4 separate regions of the Mus musculus genome follow, and all the other regions are linked to region 2. Evidence: chromatin contacts called from public HiChIP or PLAC-seq data. All regions are on one chromosome and are shown on one strand. Each heading gives the region's core, a stretch centred on a gene start, on an enhancer-like site or on the middle of the called end of the contact. The rest is flanking DNA. Distances are from core to core; before and after follow the strand shown. Region 1 overlaps Smim14 (small integral membrane protein 14). Region 2 holds the start of N4bp2 (NEDD4 binding protein 2). Region 3 overlaps Rbm47 (RNA binding motif protein 47). Region 4 overlaps Rbm47 (RNA binding motif protein 47).

What was found. HiChIP or PLAC-seq counts read pairs in DNA pulled down with a chosen protein or histone mark.
Region 1: a contact with region 2 is called in an H3K27ac HiChIP or PLAC-seq map of extraembryonic endoderm stem cells. The contact joins the enhancer-like site here to the promoter of N4bp2 in region 2. A contact is called at or near these places in 7 of 39 promoter capture datasets (cranial neural crest, embryonic stem cells, liver and 2 more), 2 of 115 datasets of contacts at active chromatin or transcription factors (extraembryonic endoderm stem cells and pancreatic cancer cells) and 2 of 9 other capture datasets (adipose tissue and pancreatic islet).
Region 3: an HNF4G HiChIP or PLAC-seq map of pancreatic cancer cells shows a contact between it and region 2. The contact joins the enhancer-like site here to the promoter of N4bp2 in region 2. A contact is called at or near these places in 3 of 39 promoter capture datasets (the C10 cell line, pre-B cells and stem cell-derived epiblast-like cells), 1 of 15 datasets of contacts at CTCF or cohesin (the NIH/3T3 cell line), 1 of 484 Hi-C or Micro-C datasets (nephron progenitors), 4 of 115 datasets of contacts at active chromatin or transcription factors (T-cell acute lymphoblastic leukemia, large pre-B cells, microglia and 1 more) and 2 of 9 other capture datasets (liver and pancreatic islet).
Region 4: a contact with region 2 is called in a FOXA1 HiChIP or PLAC-seq map of pancreatic cancer cells. The contact joins the enhancer-like site here to the promoter of N4bp2 in region 2. A contact is called at or near these places in 3 of 39 promoter capture datasets (the 3T3-L1 cell line and the C10 cell line), 4 of 484 Hi-C or Micro-C datasets (B cells, the Ba/F3 cell line, myeloid progenitors and 1 more), 7 of 115 datasets of contacts at active chromatin or transcription factors (T-cell acute lymphoblastic leukemia, acute myeloid leukemia, bone marrow-derived macrophages and 4 more) and 2 of 9 other capture datasets (adipose tissue and liver).

The regions. Positions count from the first base shown.
Region 1 is chr5:65,456,748-65,459,594 of GRCm38.p6, forward strand. The region is part of intron 3 of Smim14 (small integral membrane protein 14); the gene reads right to left. Among named protein-coding and RNA genes, the nearest start is that of Ugdh, 22 kb to the left of the region's middle. Within about 2 kb of position 1,319, at least 115 of the 459 cell types and tissues checked have an H3K27ac peak or open chromatin away from gene starts, as enhancers often do. A contact at or near this core is called in adipose tissue, extraembryonic endoderm stem cells and pancreatic cancer cells, where this site is marked.
Region 2 is chr5:65,762,178-65,765,166 of GRCm38.p6, forward strand. It overlaps N4bp2 (NEDD4 binding protein 2), which reads left to right and starts at 1,344. Exons shown (of 20, transcript NM_001024917.1): 1 at 1,344-1,413.
Region 3 is chr5:66,057,775-66,060,791 of GRCm38.p6, forward strand. All of the region lies in intron 3 of Rbm47 (RNA binding motif protein 47), which reads right to left. Among named protein-coding and RNA genes, the nearest start is that of Gm40310, 49 kb to the left of the region's middle. Within about 2 kb of position 1,262, at least 31 of the 459 cell types and tissues checked have an H3K27ac peak or open chromatin away from gene starts, as enhancers often do. A contact at or near this core is called in pancreatic cancer cells, where this site is marked.
Region 4 is chr5:66,088,534-66,091,661 of GRCm38.p6, forward strand. The region is part of intron 3 of Rbm47 (RNA binding motif protein 47); the gene reads right to left. Among named protein-coding and RNA genes, the nearest start is that of Gm26725, 61 kb to the right of the region's middle. Within about 2 kb of position 1,803, at least 107 of the 459 cell types and tissues checked have an H3K27ac peak or open chromatin away from gene starts, as enhancers often do. A contact at or near this core is called in the Ba/F3 cell line, acute myeloid leukemia, adipose tissue and 4 more, where this site is marked.

The DNA.
Region 1 (2,847 bases), core at 69-2,568, 310 kb before region 2:
ACCAAAAGAAACAACAGTTTTTGAAAAATATTCTACAAAGCCCTAAAACGTTCTTCATGTTCAGACAAACCTCTGAACTGCCTTTAAAAGTGGTTGTATGAAAAACCTAGACTTGTTCTTCAGATGGCCACCTTTTGTAATGAAATAGCCATGTCCACTGGTAACTATAAAATGCAGGGGCTAGAGGAAGGTGCCAAAGCGGCAGGGTTTAGATCTAGACTGGGAAATAGGGAGGGAGGGAGATCACTGCCGTGATGCTGGGGATCTGGAAGGGAGAAGGGTCTGCCTCCAAGTGCCCCTGCCTTCACCGAGCTGAGAACCAAGACTGACATAGATGTCCAAGTAAGACAGTCTCTACATACATAATGGCTGGACACGGGACAGCAGAGGGTGGTACCACTGAGAAGGGAAAAGTGTCCACAAAATGTAGATAGAGTGAAGCCAGCAGGACAAGGCTTTGCAGCTAAAAGCACCGCCTCCAAGCCTGAAGATCTGAGCTTGGCTCCCCACCCCCACCCCCTCATACAACCAAATTGTTTTTTTATATAGCAAACGCAGAGTGAGAGGCAGCTGGAAGCAATCTTAGTCAGGAGCCAATGGGATGTGTTTACTGCTGACTCCTGCAACTGGAGTGAGGTTCAGAAGCCAGGCAAGACGTGGAGACCAGAGAGACTTAGTCGCAGAAGCAGCCAGTCACAGCCAGAGCATAGGACTCACAGGTCAGAACAAGGACCTTCAAGTGTGCTTCAAACAGAAAGCCCCTGAAAAGTTTTAGGTGAAAAGAAGCCAAAAGCAAACTCTTACTTGTTCAAGCCAATTGTGTTATGAATAACAGCAGCAGGGAGCTAAACTGGGAGGGAGTTAGGAACAGGCAAGGCTGGGCATGGTGGCACTCGCCTTCAATCCCACCACTTGGGAGGCTGATTCTTTGTGAATCTAAGGTCAGCCTGTTGTACACAGTGAGTTCTAGACCAGCCAAGGGTACAAATAGGTAAGGCCCTGTCGCAAACAAACAAATAGACAGAAAGACAAACAAACAGACCCTACTATAATGGCCTAGATATGAGGTGGTAAACAGAGAGGAGGCAGAACGAGGTGCTATCAAGTAGAGTGTTGGTTACATCCTGAAGGTAGATATAAAGGACAGGCCTGAGAGCCAAGGGTCGTTTACAGAACAGACAAAGGAGGAAAAGCAGCCGTGACAGAGCTACCAGAAGCCCAATTCTGAAGATTTGAGATTGCCTATGAAACACCACAGTGGACATGTCCACAAGACAGTCACCAGCACACACATCATGAGTCATGAGACTTGAGAACGTCATCAAGGGAGTGTAGGGAAGGAACAGCTCCAGCGAATGAGCTCATGAGGCCGGGGGATAAAGAAAACAGAGTGGTTGAAGACAAAGTAATTGGAAAGTTAGAACTGGGGGAAATAATAGCTAGAGAGTTGGAAAACTGCAAGCCTGAGCAGTTACAGGTTCTGAGTAGATAAGCAAAGGCTTTGTCTAGAAACAGAAAAGATAGGAGATTATGTCAAGGGTTGTGCTGGGTAGGGAGCTCCAGCAATCAGTGCTTGTCATGCAAACAATCAAAACCCATGTGAAGAAGGAGGGCATGGGGCACACTTGTAACCCCAGTGCTGGGGAAAGGAAGACGGGGAATCACTCCCTGGGGATCACTAGCTGACCAAGCAGCTGAGCCGACTCAGAGAGCCCCAAAATCCCACTTAGAGACCCTGTTTTTTTTAAAAAAAAAAAAAAAAAGGTGGAAGGCTTATGAAAAAGGACATCTGAGGTAGACGCCTGACATCCATATTCATGTGTGTATACATGGCATGTGCACCAGCACAAAGGTGCTTCTGCACACACAAACACACATCACAACATAATAAATACAGCTGTATATATTGATACAGAACTTAATGCTATCGCCCAAGAGGCAGGAGCAGAGGGCAGATCTCTATGAGTTAAAGGCCATCCTGGTTTATGTTTATGTAATAGACTCCAGTATAGCCAAGACTATAGAGACACAGTCTCAAGATAAATAAGTAATTGAACAAATAAATAGCTGGGCAGTGGTGGCGCACGCCTTTAATCCCAGCACTTGGGAGGCAGAGGCAGGCAGATTTCTGAGTTTTAGGACAGCCTGGCCTACAGAGTGAGTTCTAGGACAGCCAGGGCCACACAGAGAAACCCTGTCTTGAAACAGAGAGAGAGGGAGAGGGAGAGAGAGAGGGAGGGGGAGGGAGGGAGAGAGGGGGAGAGAGAGAGAGAGAGACAGAGAGAGATGTAGGCCAAAAGTTAAGTTTCAATAAAAACAAATAATATAAAGTGGCAGAGAATTATCAAAGAGAAAAACTATTGGTGCCTTTAACAAACATGCAAGAGAATCAAAACTTAGAACTTAAAAATCCAAACTATATTCACTGACTGATGTCAAAGCTTAAATAAAGTCTGCAGAGAGGAACATAAATACTTCTCTACCATTTATCCTTTTAGCTTATGTTTACATTGTTTTAGACCTCTCCAGAAGTTGGTTCTATGAATAACTGAGGAAATGATTTTTTTTGGAGACAAGATCTCATGTATGCCTGGCTGGCCTCTAACTTACTGAGTAGCAAGGAACTGACCTGGCACTTCTGACCCTTTCAGCCTTTGCCTCCTCAGTGCTGGGATTATAGGTGTGCAGGTCTGTATATATAGATATGTATATATACATATGTATATTGGTATATTTAGTGCTGGAGGTCAAATCTGGGATTTCATATATGCTAAAATAGCAGAATTGAGAGGACCTGCATAAACACACACACACAAGCACACACACACACAAGCACATACAGAGAGA
Region 2 (2,989 bases), core at 94-2,593:
CTTTGTTCTTTACATCTGTGAGAATTTTATGGGTTTGATACTTTTCTTTTGACATAGTAAGCAAAAGTAATTCAGATTGGGTGGTGCTGTCCCTTGAAATATATTTTCTAATGTTTAAGAATTCCCCCCTTTTATTATTTGGACTTAAGATGTGATAAATCCTTAACAGATGTTCAAAAGAAATTCAAGAACTTAAATACAAGTTTTTATTATCACGTTGAACATATTTCAGATGAACAAAATTAATATAAATTTGCTAGGTTTGTTTGAAGTCTATAATTACTAAGTTTCTTTCATTTCAAAAGTGGCATATATTACAGTTATTAGGCTCCTAATAGCTGCTTAGAAACAGATTAATGTTAGGTTCTCAGCAGTAGCTACTTACGCTCGGGATTGTAGACTATTAAATTTCTTTTGTTTACCATATTTAGAATAAGCCTTAATAAAGATGTTTGTATAGTATATATTTTTAAACACTGAAACTCAAGAGATCTCTAAAAAGACAAAGAAAATAAAAAACACATCCATTCATATTCTTTTCTGTGTGGGAGATTTCATTAGAACATTTATTTGCTTAAGTACACTAGTTTCTTTGCTTAAATACACCAGTTTCTAGAAAAAACCCCACTAGACCATTTGCTCATTGAGTGTGAGAATGTTCAAGCCAGATCTAAAGGGATTTTTTTCACTTGTATTCTTTCCAAATCTACATTCAGTTTAAATAATTGCCATAACAATTGACAGATAATCTGTCTCTCTGATGTGGATGAATATCAAGAGGTTATTTTACTACGGGGGGGGGGGGCAGTGAAAAATACAAAGTAATTGCAAAGAGAGAGGAAAGTCCAGGAGAAAACAGACACAAAAACAAAAAGAACAAAACTAAAAACTCCGAAACGACCAGTAGCATCATTAATCAGAAGGCTAGAGAGAGACACACACTTTTGTACTCTGATCGTTTCATGTCAGGACAGAACAAATTAAGCAAGGAAGTCAGAGTCCAACAAGGAAAAACATGGAGCGGGCTTAGGGGACGGGCTAATCATCCAGGATCGTTAACAGGGAAAGGGAACACTGTTGCTTTTTCTTGGCACCTGAAAACTCCAGCTCCACACTGGCAAAGGCCGCAGCTCTTTTGGGCTCAGGCCAGCGGGTTCCGACCGCACGTTGGCGGCGCGGGCTGGATCCCGGCAGCCTCCGTCCCGGTTGCTGGGGCCGCGGGGCCCTTTGTTCCCGCGGGGCGCCGCCGCCCGTCCGCCCCGAGTGAGCGGGCCCCCGTGGGGGACAGCGCGGGGCCCATCGCCTCGCCCCGCCGACCTCGCAGCTGCAGTCCCGCCCGCCCCAGCTCCTAGTTCCTCCCTCGCTGCCCAGGGCCAGAACGACCTTGTTTTGCTTTTCGGGCTCGGGAGAGAGGTGAGGGTTAGACCCGGCCGCGGCTCACCGGGGCGCTTACACGGGCAGCAGTAGGGGGGGTCCCAGCGCCTGCCTTTCCCCGGAGCCCTCGGGGGACAGCGGCGGGCCGCAAGCTTCCGGGAGAGCCTCGGGGGGCCCCGCGGGTCCCGGGCTGCGCCTCCCGCCAGGCCCGGGACTCACTTCTCGTAACGGAGCCAGCGAGGCGCCAGCACCGGTGGGCTCGGGTCTCCGGGCCGGCGCCGTGGCGGGCGCGGGCCGACGCATCCTGGAGAGCCCGGGGTGGGTGGGTGGGGGGTGTGCGGAGCAGCAGAGGTCGCGGCCCCGGGGCGGGGGCGGAGATCCACCTGGCTACGTGGCAGCCATTGCGGCGGCCGCGAGACCCCTCCCCACGCGGCCGCCCACCCGCCCTCTCGCGGCGGGCTCCTGCGCGGCTGCTCTTCCCCGGTCGGACGGAGAGCGGCAGTGTGTCCTCGCTCCGCACGCTCGCTGCGTCTCCCCCACCCCCGCCCCGCGGACACAGCTGCTCGCCAGCCCCGCGCCGCGCCGCGCCGCGCCGGAGAGCGTAGTGGCTGGCGGCGGCGGGAAAGGGTTGCGGACCCGCGGCGCTTACTCGACGACACGGCCCGGGGGCTTCGACGCCCCGCTCCCGCAGCAGGTAAAGGCGGAGGTTGGCGAGGCGGGCGGCGGGACTCGGGGAGGAAAAGAGCGGGAGGGGATCCCGGGAGCGCGGAGTCCCAGAGGAGGAGGGCCCGAGGCGGGCGGCGAGCGAGAGACGCGGCAACCCCGGGCAGGCACGGGCCGGGCGGGCGGGCGGGCGGAAGGGGAGTGAGGCGTCGCGGGAGGCGGGCCCTGGCGCGGGGCCCGAGGCCGAGCGAAGGCGGGCGCCGCGGCAGCTTCCCCGGCAGCTCCTCCAGCGCCTGGCGGGCCTCCAGGCCCCGACACACCCCTCCCGCCCCCGGATTCTCCGGGTGCCTTCCCGCCCCGACTTGACCTCGCGCCCCTGCGAGCGCCCCGCCGTTTTCCCAGGCCGAGCCTTGTGGGAACTTGGGCCGCCTGCCCGGGCTGGTAGTGCCCGTAGAGCTGTTTATTTACTCACTTCCAAACCACACGCACGCACGCTCGCTCGCAAGCTCACTCCACACCGGCAGGCTGGCCTCCCTCCGGGCGGGTGCGCCCGCGACCCTCACCCCTTCCCATCCGTAACTTTCCCTCTCGCTCTCCGAAAACCGGGCTTCGAGAGACGGAGTCAGACCGCGGGGCAGTTTATCCCGCTCGCGCTTTTGGTTACAACACTTTCTTTATTCCTGCCCCAAAAAGAGAGCGGGAAGAATTTTTTTTTTAACTCGATGCCAGCCAGATCGGAGGCAGGGCCCGCTGGCTTTAGGGAATCCTTCCGCACATGTCTTTAGGAGTGGGAGGTGGCCTTGCTGTACCGACAGGTTTGTACACACTCTTGCCATGCAGTGGTTGTAACGTCTCCATAGCACAGGTCTGGCTTGCGAAGGATTGGCTGCTTTTTCTACTCGGTGTCTCCGAGCCAATCAAGAAGCGCGGCTTGCCTGGAGACTGGTTAACT
Region 3 (3,017 bases), core at 12-2,511, 300 kb after region 2:
AAATCCCAACAACTCTTCCGAAGGTCCGGAGTTCAAATCCCAGCAACCACATGGTGGCTCACAACCATCTGTAACAAGATCTGACTCCCTCTTCTGGAGTGTCTGAAGACAGCTACAGTGTACTTACATATAATAAATAAATAAAAAGAAAGAAAGGAAGGAAGGAAGGAAGGAAGGAAGGAAGGAAGGAAGGAAGGAAGAAAGAAAGAAAGAAAGAAAGAAAGAAAGAAAGAAAGAAAGAAAGAAAGAAACCGCAGACCAGTCCGGAGAAAGAAGACATAGACATTATGAAATCAATCATATCAGCTATTTTTACTTACTTCGGGTGTTTAAATTTTTATTATGGGGTATATGTGTATGATAATTGAGGAAGGGTTTGAGCCAGGTTGGGACAGAGATGAGAGGACATATTTGTTGAGTCTATTCTCTGATGGTATTTGTGTGGGTCCTGGAGGGTTGAACTTGGGTCAGTGGGCTTGGGTGGCAAGGATTTTACACTTTGTGGTTTTCCTGAGCCTGGGTCTAATATATATATATATATATATATATATATATATCGCCAAAGCTAGCTTCAGGCTTTGTACCTGAAGACGACCTTGAACTCCTGATCCTCTCTCTGGGATATGGGTGCTGGGATTTGGGTGTGAACCACACTGTCCAGTTGCCAGTGTGAACTGTCATGATCATGGGGCCTTTTTCATGCCAGACAAGCACTCTACTACTGAGCTGGGTTCATAGACTATTTTATTTATTTAATGTGTATGAGCACACCATTGCTGTCTTCAGACACTCCAGAAGAGAGCATCAGGTCATCTACAGATGGTTGTGAGCCACCATGTGGTTGCTGGGAATTGAACTTAGGACCTCTGGAAGAGCAGTCGGTGCTCTAACTGCTGAGCCATCTCTCCAGCGCCCATAGATATTCTAAATACAGGGAAAATCTGATCAGGCCAAATGAAACCTTACTAAGGTAGTATTATTTATAAACTTTAACTCATCTATAAGTTAAAATAGAACCACAATGTAAAGACCATGCCAATATGTATTTGCTTTTATATATAATAGTAATATATTGCTTCTAGAAATACATTTGATAATATTTAATTATTTGCAGGGGGGTGAGGGAGGGAGGGCAGGCATAAATGAGTGGAGATCAGAGGACAACTTGCATTAGTCAGTTCTCTCCTTCCACCATGAGGTCTCCAGGGATCTGAGTCATGTCATCAGGCTTGTGGCAAGTGCTCTTATCCTCTGAGCCACCTCAGCTACTCATTCGGTACTATTCTGAATTCCAAAAGCTTTGCTGTAACTACCGTTTGCATCAGTGCATGACTAAGATATGAGAGAAAGAAACTGTTCCTATGCATGTGTGCATGCGCACACAGCATTGAAGTATTAGCCTGCACCAAACACTGGCTCGGAAGCCACATAGCCGGGTTAATAGTGTTAGCAACAGCTGGCCATGAACCTAATTACACCCCACTGGAAAGGACACGGGATATACAGAAGTTCCCACAGACCTCTTTCCTCCAGTTAGACTGTCAAATACCCCAACATAGCACTCAGCATAAAATACAGTATATATCGGAGCAAAGTATAAATAAAGTTGGAGATATTTCATCTTAAAATTTAAAAATGGAGCCAGGAGTTAGTTCAGTGGCATAGTGTTTGCATACCTTGATCAAAACACTGGTTTAGATCTTCAGCACACCAAACAGACAAGACCATGGGGGGAGCTTTGACCTCAAAGGTGGTCCTCTAAACCATCACATCACACTGGGTGGATTTATGTAAAAATTGAAACTCTGACCCGGCAGACTAGCTGTCCTAGCTTGCTTTTTGTTGCTGTGATAAACACCAAAATTAACTTAGGGAGGAAAGGGCTTATTTGGCTTACACATCCACGTCACAGTCCATTATGGAGCCATGTCAGGGCAAGAACTCAAGAAGAAGCTGGAAGCAGAAACTGAGGCAGACCATGGAGGGATGCTTTCCATGGCCGGCTTTCTTGGCCTGCTTTCTTATACAATTCAGGACCACCAGGCCAACAAGGACACAGCACCGTGGGCTGGGCCTTCCACATTATTGTGGTGGTTTATATGAGAAGGGGCCCCATAGGCCATTTCATATAAGAATGCTCAGTCCACAGTGGAACTGTTTAGGAAAGTTTAGGTGTGGCCTTGGCAGGTAGTGGTCACTTCAGGTGGATTATGAGGTTTCAAAAGCCCAGTCAGTGTCCTTCTCTGCCTTGTGCTTGTGGGTCAGGTGTGAGCTCTCAGCTCCTTCTCCAGCACCATACTTGCTGGCCTGCGTGCTGCCACACTCCCTTGCCATGATGATCATGAACTGATAACCCTCTGAAACTGTAAGCAAGCCCCCAATTCAATGCTTTCTTTTATAAGTTGCCATGGTCACGGATGTCTCTTCACAGCAAGAAAAGCATATCTTACAAGAGTTAATCAAGAAAAAAAAAAAAGCCTTTTACAGACATGTTCTCAGGCCAATCTGATGGAGGTAATTCCTACATTGAGGAATTTCCAGGTAACACTACTTTTGTCAAACTGACAACATTTAATGAACACAGTAGCATACACCTGGTATCTAAGTACTTGGAAGGTGAAGACAGGAGGATCAGGAGTTCAAAGCCAGCCTGGGCTACACGAGACTTATCTCAAAATAGACCAAAACAAAGCCTGCAAAGTCTCAACTGAAAAGTCACCAAACTTAAGACTGATTTTAAAAGGGAAAAAAACAAAGATACTCATTTCTTTGAAGAGTAAAATAGTAATTAATAACAACTACCATTCACAGAGTTCATTTATTCTAACTGGCAGGAATGGTTCTAGGTGAGAGGGCTATAATAGTGTCCCCCAAAACACCAAAGTTTCTCCCTTATGAACCTTAGAATCTCGTAGGGAAAATGGGCTGTGGAAAGGGTCAGGAGGAAAAAAAGCAGAGGAGGAGAGCAGGCATGAGGACCAGAGTGCCACCAGGTCCTCAGACTTGCCTGGGAAAGC
Region 4 (3,128 bases), core at 553-3,052, 330 kb after region 2:
GACTGGTGAAGGAAGACTTGGAGCCTACTACTCAGTCAGATGTCCAAATCTCAGCTTGTAGCGATTAGGCTTCTCCGGTCTGTTGGATGATGCAGGTTCCCCCAAATAGTTGGTGTCTTAAATTTCAGTGAATCAACCTCTATCACTCACCTGCTGTCTCACAGCTGTGCTTTCTGCTATGAGCAGCAGTAAAACCCAAGTGTAAGTGTGTGTGTGTGTGTGTGTGTGTGTCTGTGTCTGTGTCTGTGTGTGTAACTAGCTACCCAAAGCTTCCACAAACACTCACACTCCGAGCAGACTTTCTAACCACTGCTTCCCTCTGTGTGATGTCTTGCTCTAAGCTGGGGAGTCCCATGTAGGAAAGCTGTAAGATGCTGCGGCTTCCTTGATGGGGAACCACTACGAGCCTAAGCTGAGCCTAGTATCAGCCGTGGGGGTGAGTTGGGAATTTTTCCAAATTGGTACAGGCAAACCAAAGCAAGCAGGAGCATTGTTATAAACCAAAGTCCTGTTTCCACATCAGCATGGCCCCGTCCCCTGGGTATACTTAATAATCTTGGACTCCATAGCAAACAAATTAGGGGAAGGTTTGGTTTTTTGTTTGTTTGTTTTGTTTTTTAATGATCCAGTAAGAGGAGAAAGATATACACGCTACTGTTACATGATCAGCAAAATCCAAAAAAAATAGATTGACCAACAGCCAAGAAGAGAGGGCTACCTCCCATTACCAATCACTATAATACAGAAAACAGCAACCAGGGAAAGACACCCCCTCTTTCACTTGGGAAAGATTTCCTTTAGCAAAGGCAAGTCAACTTTCTTTTTTTTTTCTTTTTCTTTTTCTTTTTCCTTTTCTTTCTCTTTTTCTTTCTCTCAGGCTTGTTTTATGCATAGGAGCATTTTGCCTACATGTAGGTATGGTACCTAACGAGGTCAGAAAAAGATGTCAGATCTTCTAGAACTGAAGTGGTTGTGAGCTACCTACCATGTGGGTGCTGGGACCCGAACCCGGGTCCTCTACAAGAGCAACAGGCTCTTAAGTACTGAGCACTGTCTGGCCCTTCCATTGCACCTGTCTTTCCTTCCTCCTTCTATCCTCCTGCCTGTGTTTTCTTCCCTCTCTCCCTTCCTGTCTTTTTCTGTTTCTTCTCTCTCTCTCTCCCTCTCTCCCCCTCTCTCTCTCCCTCTCCCCCCACCCCCCTCTTTGGCTTATCCTGACTGTGGAGTTTTATCAGAGGTACGGCAGGTCAGATTACGCTAACAGTAGTTGTGTACACAGAACTTTAGTGGATGCGGCAAAGATGAGAGAAAAAAAGGTGATGGTGAGCAGAGGCCCAAACTGGAGTCTTAATGAAGAAGAACGTTTTAAATGGGGACACTTGGTACCACAGGAGAGAGCAGGTTTAGGGACAAAGCAGTTTGGGGACAGCCAAGGGCTCTGGACATCTGGCTTACTGGTACCAGAGGGGACTCAAGGCACCAGAGAGAAGAAAAGTCCAAGTCATTAAGAGAAGCCGTCTGGGCCAGACTGGCAGTGCTGCTCCCTGAGTGCAGACCCTAGCTCAGGACGGCCCTGTGCCTTGCCTCCTCAGAGAGGCCCCTATCTGTTCGCTCAATCCAGACCTTCCAGTGTCGAAAGGCTTGGGACAGACGGTGGCTTGCTACAACCACGGGCTATTTCTCATCTTTCACCTTCAATGTGCCTTCAGATTCGATTCTTGGGGCTGCCAGAAACTGTGACTCATCAAATTCTCAAGCCAAGAGCACAAGGACAGCCTCTGGCCTCACTTTGCAGACCCAGCCTGCTTCCCAGTCTTCACATACAGAGGTGGCAGGTCCCCGTGGTCCTGTTCTCACCAGCCAGGCTGCTTGCCTTTGTCTGCTGTCAGTATTGTCTAACGCACAGAGAACACAGAGCTTTAACTGTGTGCTAGCCTCGTTGTCCTTGTGCCCCCCCCCCACACCCCCAATATAGACCTGTCCTGGAAAGTGGTCAGTATTAGTTTAGTGTGGTAATGTGACAAGTTTGAGGCTAACCAGGGCTACATAATGAGTTTCAAGCTCTACATAATGAAACATTGTGTCAAAATTTGAACAACCACAATAGCAAATAAGGGTAACAATGTAGTCCAAGTCATAGCAAATGCTTTCTCTGCTAAGAGGCAAATGGTAACTATTTTAGGGATTTGCAGGCCACCCAGTTTCTCTTACATAATTTCCTTCCTTTTCTCCCACCCCACCAAAAATATAATACAGGCTGGGGAGATAGTTCAGTGGATGAAGGGTTTGCCACACACACAAAAGTTAGAACCTGAGTTCAAATCCTGATAACCTGGGTAAAGCTGGACACAGAAACACTCTCTAGAACCCCAGAACTCCTACAGTCATATGGGGCAGGACAAAAGAGTTCCCAGAAGCTTGAGGGTCAGCAAACAAATCCTGTCTCAAAATAGAAGATAAAAACCACCACATGTTAACTCTAAATGCACACCGTGACTCACACATGTGTGCACATGTGTACATAAGCATATACACACATTATATTATATATGTGTGTATGTATATATGTATATGCATGTGTGTGTATATATCAACAACAAGTCAGGAGGCTAGGAAGATGGCTCAGTAGTTGTGAGTGTTTGATGGACAAGCATGAAGACCAGGGTTGTGCTGGTTAACCCCAGTACTGTGTGGGCCAGAGACAGGGGGACCACTGGGACTTGCCGACTGACAGCCTAGTTAGATCCCAAGCTTCAGTTTCTGTCTCCAAAGAAGAAGGTGGAAAGTAAACGAGAGGGGACTGAACAACCTCCCATGGACCTCACTCACCCGTGCACACAGGCACACTGATGATAAATCAAATCACACACACACACACACACACACACACACACACACACACACACACTCACACACACACACACACACATACACTTCTATAGGCCAGAGGACTACCATCTACACTCACCATATATTGACATTTAGATACATCCTCTTTCAGTTTTTTCCTCTTTCCTGGCTACTGTAGCAATGTGAGTCTAAAACGATACATTGGGCTAGGAGGGTGATTACAGCATCAAAAGACCTAAGCTCAAAGCTTGGCTAGTCCATTGGGTCCTGGCCTTAGT